Regions from separate parts of the Mus musculus genome. Here region 2 is linked to region 1. A link is a contact called in public capture Hi-C data. All regions are on one chromosome and are shown on one strand. Each heading gives the region's core, a stretch centred on a gene start, on an enhancer-like site or on the middle of the called end of the contact. The rest is flanking DNA. Distances are from core to core; before and after follow the strand shown. Region 1 overlaps Lrpprc (leucine-rich PPR-motif containing). Region 2 overlaps Camkmt (calmodulin-lysine N-methyltransferase).

The links. Capture Hi-C pulls out chosen DNA fragments and counts their contacts.
Region 2: a contact with region 1 is called in a capture Hi-C map of embryonic stem cells, with 3 times the contacts expected there. The contact joins two enhancer-like sites. A contact is called at or near these places in 1 of 39 promoter capture datasets (embryonic stem cells), 3 of 115 datasets of contacts at active chromatin or transcription factors (embryonic basal ganglia, embryonic stem cells and neural tube) and 1 of 9 other capture datasets (embryonic stem cells).

Annotation. Positions count from the first base shown.
Region 1 is chr17:84,718,887-84,722,810 of GRCm38.p6, reverse strand. Lrpprc (leucine-rich PPR-motif containing) reads left to right here. Exons shown (of 38, transcript NM_028233.2): 30 at 1-114. Among named protein-coding and RNA genes, the nearest start is that of Abcg8, 38 kb to the right of the region's middle. Within about 2 kb of position 1,835, at least 9 of the 459 cell types and tissues checked have an H3K27ac peak or open chromatin away from gene starts, as enhancers often do. A contact at or near this core is called in embryonic stem cells, where this site is marked.
Region 2 is chr17:85,100,229-85,104,152 of GRCm38.p6, reverse strand. The region is part of intron 2 of Camkmt (calmodulin-lysine N-methyltransferase); the gene reads right to left. Among named protein-coding and RNA genes, the nearest start is that of Camkmt, 12 kb to the right of the region's middle. Within about 2 kb of position 2,237, at least 12 of the 459 cell types and tissues checked have an H3K27ac peak or open chromatin away from gene starts, as enhancers often do. A contact at or near this core is called in embryonic stem cells, where this site is marked.

The sequences.
Region 1 (3,924 bases), core at 586-3,085:
CTTCCTTAAAGCCGAAAAGCAAAACGTTGTATTTAGCAGTGAAACTTATAGCACCTTGATAGGCTTGCTGCTGAGTAAGGACGACTTCACCCAAGCAATGCACGTGAAGGATTTGTGAGTATCTGTTTGTCTGTAGAAACCCTCACTTTAAAGGAATACAAGCTGAGACGTCTCAGATGCCCAGAAAAGTAACGTGAAAAGTTGCTTAATTTTATGAGTTATTTGTTTAAAGCAGGTCTCGCTGTTTTCCAGGCTGGCCTCAAACTTGTAGCCGTCCTCGGCCTCTCGAGTGCTGGGATAACAGGCATGTTTGCCACCATGCCTGGTCCATGTGTGTGTTTTGACACCAACAGTCACATTTGGACCCTGAACCTATTTAATGTACTCTGACTTGCGCATTTTTTCAGACCTTATTTACACTTCAATTAATGCCTGAAAACATTTTCAATGGTGTCTTGTCGGCTCTAACCTCAGTGGTGTGGGATGCGGATTAATTTACTTTTTCAGAAAATCATTGTGGAACTCCATCTTACTGTACATAGCCAAGGTGCTCTGAAATAAGTGATTTGGAAAGACAGGGAGGCAGAAAACAGAAGAGAGTTCCATGTTAAGGAGTACAAGTAGGGAACTTAAATTGTTAGGGAGGAAAATGTAAGACGTCAAAGGCCATTTAATCCTGAGTGCTGGTCACAAATACGCCAAAGAGTTCCCCAGAGTAGAGCATAATGGTCTCCTTCACCCTGGGGCTGCGGAGGGGACTCAGTGGTCAGGTCCTTGCTATGCAAGCATGAAGACAAGGGTTCAGATCCCAGAACCTACACTGAAGCTGGACAAGGTAAGAGCTGTCATTGATGGACTCCAAGTTCAACAAGAGACCCTGCTTTCAATAAGTGAGGTGGAGAGCAATTGAGGAATTTACATACACATGGGTGTGCACATGCATATCTGTGTGTATATGCAGACACACACTCATGCATACCGCTTACTACACAAAAACTCCTTGATTGGGCTTGTGTATGCTGAGCCCTGCATTGACTGAGCCATCAGAGCTAAGGTTCTGACTGAGATAACAGATAAGTCATGGGCCTCAGATTCTTTGATAGCATTCCCTCATGGCCACTTGTACTGTATATCTTGTGTGTTTCATGACACCCTGCTTCCTATGATGCTCAGTGCTATGCATACCTCTCAGAAGGCTGCTGACCTAGCTAGCATAGTTTCAAACTGTAGGTGCCACTATTTAGTGGGGCAGAATGAACCATTTCTTAAATGAACTAGCCTTGAAAATACCAAAGCACTTCAAGTAGATAAAGATCATGTCATGGAATATTGATTTTCATTGAGTGTGTTTGTGTATGGGTTTTCTCAAGTATCACTACTGTGAGCCATTTCTGGAGTTCTGCCGTGGGTTTTGATCTGAGACAAAGCTGACCTGAATGGTTAGAAGCATAGCTCTTATTCTCCTTTCACCACAGCCTGTAAATACAGGCTCATATTCTTTCTTTCCTCTAGGTTTTTATGAGGCCTTTCTACAATATGATTGACATATTAAAAGATACATATTTAATGTATACATCTCATTAACTTTGGGGATAAGTGTATACCAGTGAAACCAGCGCCAGCATCAAGGCCGTAAACATATCCATCACCATCCAGAGTTTCCTCCCACCGTTTTTATCACCATCGTTGCTATCATTGTTGGGTTTTCTGAGGATGTGTAATTGCACTGATGATGTACAACTGTAGGCACTGCTGGGTAGGACTCCAGAACCTACCTGACTCGCTAGTACTCCAGAGCCATCATCTCTCCACTTCCTCTCTCTTCCCTGGCAACCTCCAGCTGCTCTCTGCTGCTCAGTTTTTTAGACTCCACAGATAAGATTCCCTGTATACTTCACAGTGCTTATATTCCAGCTGTGATAGCCTGTTGTGAATAGCCCTGGGGCTAATTATATTTGATGTTAATTCTGTTCTCTTGTGAGTGGTTGTGAACAAAAAAATGACTCAGCACCCAGGTGTTTCCTGTAAACCTGCTTCCCACCTTAATTTGTAAAATAAAGGAGAGCTGATGATTGGGTAGATAAAAGGGAAGGTGGAGCTGAAGGTGGTGAGAGAGAAGGAGAAAAATGGAAGAGGGAGAGGATGCAGAGGAGGAGGAGGAGGAGGACAAAGAAGGAGGAGGAAGAGGAAGAGGAAGGAGAAGATGAAAGAAGAAAAGCCAAGTAGAAGCACATGACCTGGAGAAACCACAAATTTTAAGGGGTCTCATAGATGTGGAAGATGGTAGTGTAGTGGTAAATATGCCCAACCTAGGCGCACAGCATGTATTCATATTAATTGAGTCCTGTTTTCATTGCCAGGGGAGATTTGGGCTGGAGATTTACCTCAACAATATCCTACAAGGATTATTCTATAGCTGCTTTCCCTATGTAGCTATGTGGACCCCAGAGAATCAACAGGGGAATTGATACTGGCTGGTTTTTGATGTAAGCTAGAATTGTTAGAGAGGAAAGAGCCTCGGGTGAGGAAATGCCTCCATGAGATCCAGCTGTAAGGCATTTTCTCAATTAGTGATTAGTGGGGCCAGACCCAGACCATAATGGGTGGTGTCATCCCTGGGCTGGTGGTCCTGTGTTCTATATGAAAGCAGGCTAAGCAAGTCATGTGAGCAAGCCAGTAAACAGCATCCTCCATGGCCTCTGCATCAGCTCCTGCCTCCAGATTCCTGCCCTGTTTGAGTTCCTGCTCTGACTTCCCTCAATGGAGAACAGTAATGTAAAAGTGTAATCCAAACAAACCCTTACCTTCCCAACTTTTTGGTCATGGAGTTTTGTTGTAGCAATAGAAACCCTAGGACAGGCTTTAGCCTTGAGCCATTAAAATGTTTTTCATCATTATATAGGATTGTAACTTGAAGCCTTTCTTGCAAAGGTCCAGTTGGTGGACCATTCCTTTAATCATAGCATTCAGAAGGCAGATCTCTGTGAGTTCAGGGCCAGCTTGGTCTACAGAGCAAGTTGTAGAACTGTTCCTGCAATGGAACTATTTGAATTATCCAGCTAATTGTGTTACTGAACGTATGTCATGTTAATGTCTTTGGATTCATTCCTGGCTGTCTCTCCCCCTCCCAGTTCTATATCAGTCAGTATCAGAGTAGAAAATACTTGTTGATTGTGCTAGCAAGTTAGTTCCTTCCGTGGGTAAAGGCACATGCCGCCAAGGCCAACAACCTGAGGAAATAACCGACTCTTGCAACTTGTCCTTTGACCTCTGTATATTGTATGTGTGCCCCCCCCCCAGCACACGCACGCACAGGCATGCACAAGTATAAAAATCATTTTTCAAAAATAACGGTTGGTGTGTACAGGCTACTTGATTTTATTATGGAGACCATGTGTGGGCTCCATTGCTCTGGTCTTGGTCCTCCTCCTCCTCTTCCTCCTCTTCCTGTTCCTCTTCTTCCTCCTCTTCCTGTTCCTCTTCTTCCTCCTCCTCGATAGCCAGGATGCTGACATCAGCAATTCTGAGTGTCTGGAACAAACAGTAAGTGGTTTTCTTAGGAAGCTTAGACAACAGCCCTCACTGCCTTCCTGTTTCTTTCTGCCTAGAAATGGTGCTTAGTCTGTCCCTACTGCTTTCACTGGGCTGACCAGGTTTTTTTATTCAAGGTGACATAAATTAGAAGCATTGACAAATATTTTACATGTGTATTTTATAAGCACAAGCCACAGTTCGTTCATTGCTCTGAAATGATGGAAGTTTCCCTGAAACACTCTTCCTTAGTTTAAAAGGACTAATATTTGCAGCTAAAGGGACGCTGTAAGATGGAAACCCTTTTCTCTCCATAACTTTTTCTTTATTTTGACAGTTCCAAAAGTCTGAAATTGTATGCCGCCCACTTCAGTAGCCACCAGCCTAGGTGTG
Region 2 (3,924 bases), core at 988-3,487, 380 kb before region 1:
GACTCACAACCATCTCTAGTCCCAAGAGATCCAATACCCTCTTCCGGCCTCTGTGGGCACAAGGCACACAGACAGTATACAGGCATGCTTGCAGGCAAACCACCCATACACAAACAAGTTAACTTCCAAACAATAAAACACAAGTGCAGACAAACACGGAGGAAACTGAATTCTCACTCATTCCTAGTAAGAATGTAAAAGAGTCACTATGAAAAGTCCATTCCTCAAAAAAGCTAAACATGTAGCAACTACATTATCTAGCCATTGAATTCCCAGGTCCATGCCAAGAGAATTTAAAAAATATGTACAGACATACACACAAAGTGCACATGAATGTCCACAGTAGCATTACATATAATAGCCAAAAAGAAGAAAAAAAAAAAAACTCAAATGTCCATTAGCTCAAGAATAAGTATTAAAAATGCATTATTAGCCATATAGTGACATGTTAATTCAACCACAGAAAAATGAATGACTTTCTGAAACATGGTAGAATTTGGACAATTTTCTTTTTAATGAAAAGTGTACTAAGTAAAAAGAGCCAGACGTAAAAGCCCACACACTGCAGTGTTCCATCTCTATGGGATGTCTAGAACAGATAAGCCCAGAACAAGCAAGTCAGAGGCTGCCAGAGATCAGGGGAGGGAGGCTGCTGACAGGGGTGTGGCCTCACTTATCTGATTAATGATCAGGCTGCCTGAGGGTGACAGCAGCAAACCCTGGCTACACTAAGGAAGGGCAGAGGACTGCACGGGAACCCTGATTTTACCTTATGATTAACAAAAACTTTGCTTTTAAAAGGCAGAATAAATAAACTACAAAGTGAAATGTGCCCCAAAAGACTTAGAAGAATAAAAAAAGCAGAGGCTTTCAGAAGGAAAATGCTCGACAACAGGCTGTAGATGCAACTTACTTTGAAGCTTTTTCGTATCTAAGAGGCTTTTAAAGTCTCATCTACAGAATAAGAACTCAGCAGATAATATCTACATGGAATGTAGATAAGTTTGAAAAAATATTCCAGGGACCATTTGTATTTACTGAAACTGAATATATTTATATGTGAGCAAACAATATAAATAATCACAAGATAAAGTAAATTAAAGTCATAATTAGCCAAGATCTATGACGTTACATGAAATCAGGACTCAATGGACTTGAGTTTTATAAAGACTTTTTAAAATAAAAAAAATTAAAAGCTGTTTAGTACCTCTTATTAATTCCATTCCTAGTATTAAAACTATGTATTTAAGGGCTGGAGAGATGGCTTAGCAGTTAAGAGCACTGACTGCTCTTCCAAAGGTCCTGAGTTCAATTCCCAGCAACCACATGGTGACTCACAACCATCTGTAATGGGATCTGATGCCCTCTTCTGGTGTGTCTGAAGACAGTGACAGTGTACTCATACATAAGAGAATAAATAAATCTTTAATTTAAAAAACTATGTATTTAAATAAATTCAGTAATCCTATTTGTTCAGTTGCCAGCCTCGCTTCTTTAACCACTTTGTTATTTTTGTAAGATGTATTTGTTTAGGTATTTTATGTATATGGGTACCTTGTCTGCATGTACATCTGCATACCAGAAGAGGCATCAGACCCTATTATAGAAGGTTTTGAGATAACATTGACTGCTGGGAATAGAACTCAGGTCCTCTGGAAGAGCAGCTGGTGTGCTCTTAAGTTCTGAGACATCTCTCCAGCCCCTGCCTTGCCAGTTTTAAAATGAAATTTGTAGTTAGTGCATAAAATAATGGGTTTCATTATGCAGTACCTTACATGTATATTAATGTATTTTATTCATAGTCACCATGCCCCAACTTACAGCTTTCTCCTGCTTCTGCTCTCAGCACTGGGTAGAACCCCTGAAATCATCATTGGGAAATGCAAATTATAGCCGCATTGAAATGTCACTTCACATCTACCAAAATACTACAGTTTCAAAGGGAAATGCTTATTGAAATAGGTACCTATAATATGCAGTGTGTATGTACGGATGATCCGCCATACATTTAATTTCCTGAACACGTCGTTCCTGTCACCAGATCTGACTGAGCACTCGGAAGGCGCGTGCTAAGCTCAGTGGTGCAATGGTTTGATTTGTCTTTTCCTTTCCCGGAGAAGCAATGCATGACTTTGTGGGGGTGCACTGATTGTACTCACAAAGCAACAAAGCCACAGTCTTGACTTCCTGCCCACCCTACACTTCTCGGACAAGCCAAAAGTCAAGTGCTGGCATTCTAATTCAGCAATTACCATGGCAACAGTAGTCAGATTCAAAGACAAAAGGATGGGTCAGGCCTCTCAGCCTATGCTTTTCTTAAGACTGCATTCATTTATAAATTAGTAACTCTGGTATGCATGGGTCCACATATAATGGGATACATATGCAATTATAAATTAATAACTCTGGCATGTATGGCTCCACATATAATGGAAGCATTTAAAGCTTCCAAAATATTTCAATTTAGCCATGGGGAAATTATGTTAAAAAATAAGGTACGGAAACAATATCTAGACTGTACACAGTAAGTTCTATGCAATAGTAAATCAGAGCTTATAATGTAGAGTGGAGGCAAATTTTAGTAAAAGTTTTAGTGAAAAGATGTTCTGGTCTACCACGGGTTTCTGCATGCATTTAACTAATAGCAAGAGCTGGGTCTGTAAAGTTCTAAGAAACAAAACACCAGAAAAACAAGACTTTTTAAGCAATAAAGTAGGAATAGTACCCTTACTTCAATTCCTCAGTCTCAACCATTTTCAAGGAGGCAACCACTTTCAAATACACAAGAAAGATGAAAGACCCTGGGGATTTCACAATCTAAGCTTTGACCTAACAGCCGTAAATTTTCCTCTTAATGAAAAGTTACTATGAGCCTCATTATCCCTTTATTTTATGTACAATTACATAAGCCAAAGTGAAAGTAGTAGTCGAAGTTTTAATTTTATATAATTTTATAATCTATACAGCTTAGTAAAATAAACAACCATGAGATACTTTTAAATTCATAATCATTTAGTTACTTATTCTCTTTGGGTTATTTATTTTCGAGTCTAATAAAACTTCAAAGGGTTAGATTCAAGGTACAAGAAGGTTTGAGGTGGGGACAACAGATGCCAAGGACTACTAACAAGTAAGAATCACCCCATGTCCTCTGTTGAGCTGTGTCGGGGACTCTTAGGTGTTGGGGAGCAAGACAGAGAAAGTGGGTGTATGCTTATGGTCTGTGGGAGTGCATAATGTTAAGGCCTGAGTAACTGCTGCCTGTCTAGGCAGCCATTTTATGCTGTTACTGCTGTTACTAGGAAACTTTCTCATGCCTGGGTTGACTGCATATTCTCTTAAGCTCCGTGCTTTGGTGTTCTTGGAAACCAATCACAATAGAGGTCAGTTAGAGCTGCTCTGTACAGTTAGCCACAATAAGCTTGGACCCAAACCAACTGCCAGACAGAACTTCCTGCCCCCGTGCATGAGCTTTTATGGTCTTTGCCTTTCTAAGCTGCCTCTGGGATGGGCCCCAGCGTAAGAGAGACACCTGCACCAATATAAGAAGTCTTTCGTATAAGACTTTCATACTGAGTAGGGGTCAAGTAAAGTTTAAGTTCCCAAGATTTCCCAGGGAATTGTCATCCTACTCGGCAGAAAGACATGTACATGAGCAACTGACACCTGGTTGGCAAGTGAGGACATGGATGTTAGACAAGTCCCATCCTGGAAGACAAGTTAAGACATGAGTATTGGGCAAGGCAAGTCCCTTCCCTCAGGTGAATATCCCAACCAATGAGAGCAGGGTAAGGTAAGGCTTAAAAGCTCTGTAGGATTCAGCTCCTGAGTCTGTCCTGCGGCCCTGAGAGGTCAGTCCTGGAGTGTGTGCCTACTCCCTGTCTGACTTAGATCAGTCTTCCTGTGGTTTACTCCTGGACCCTA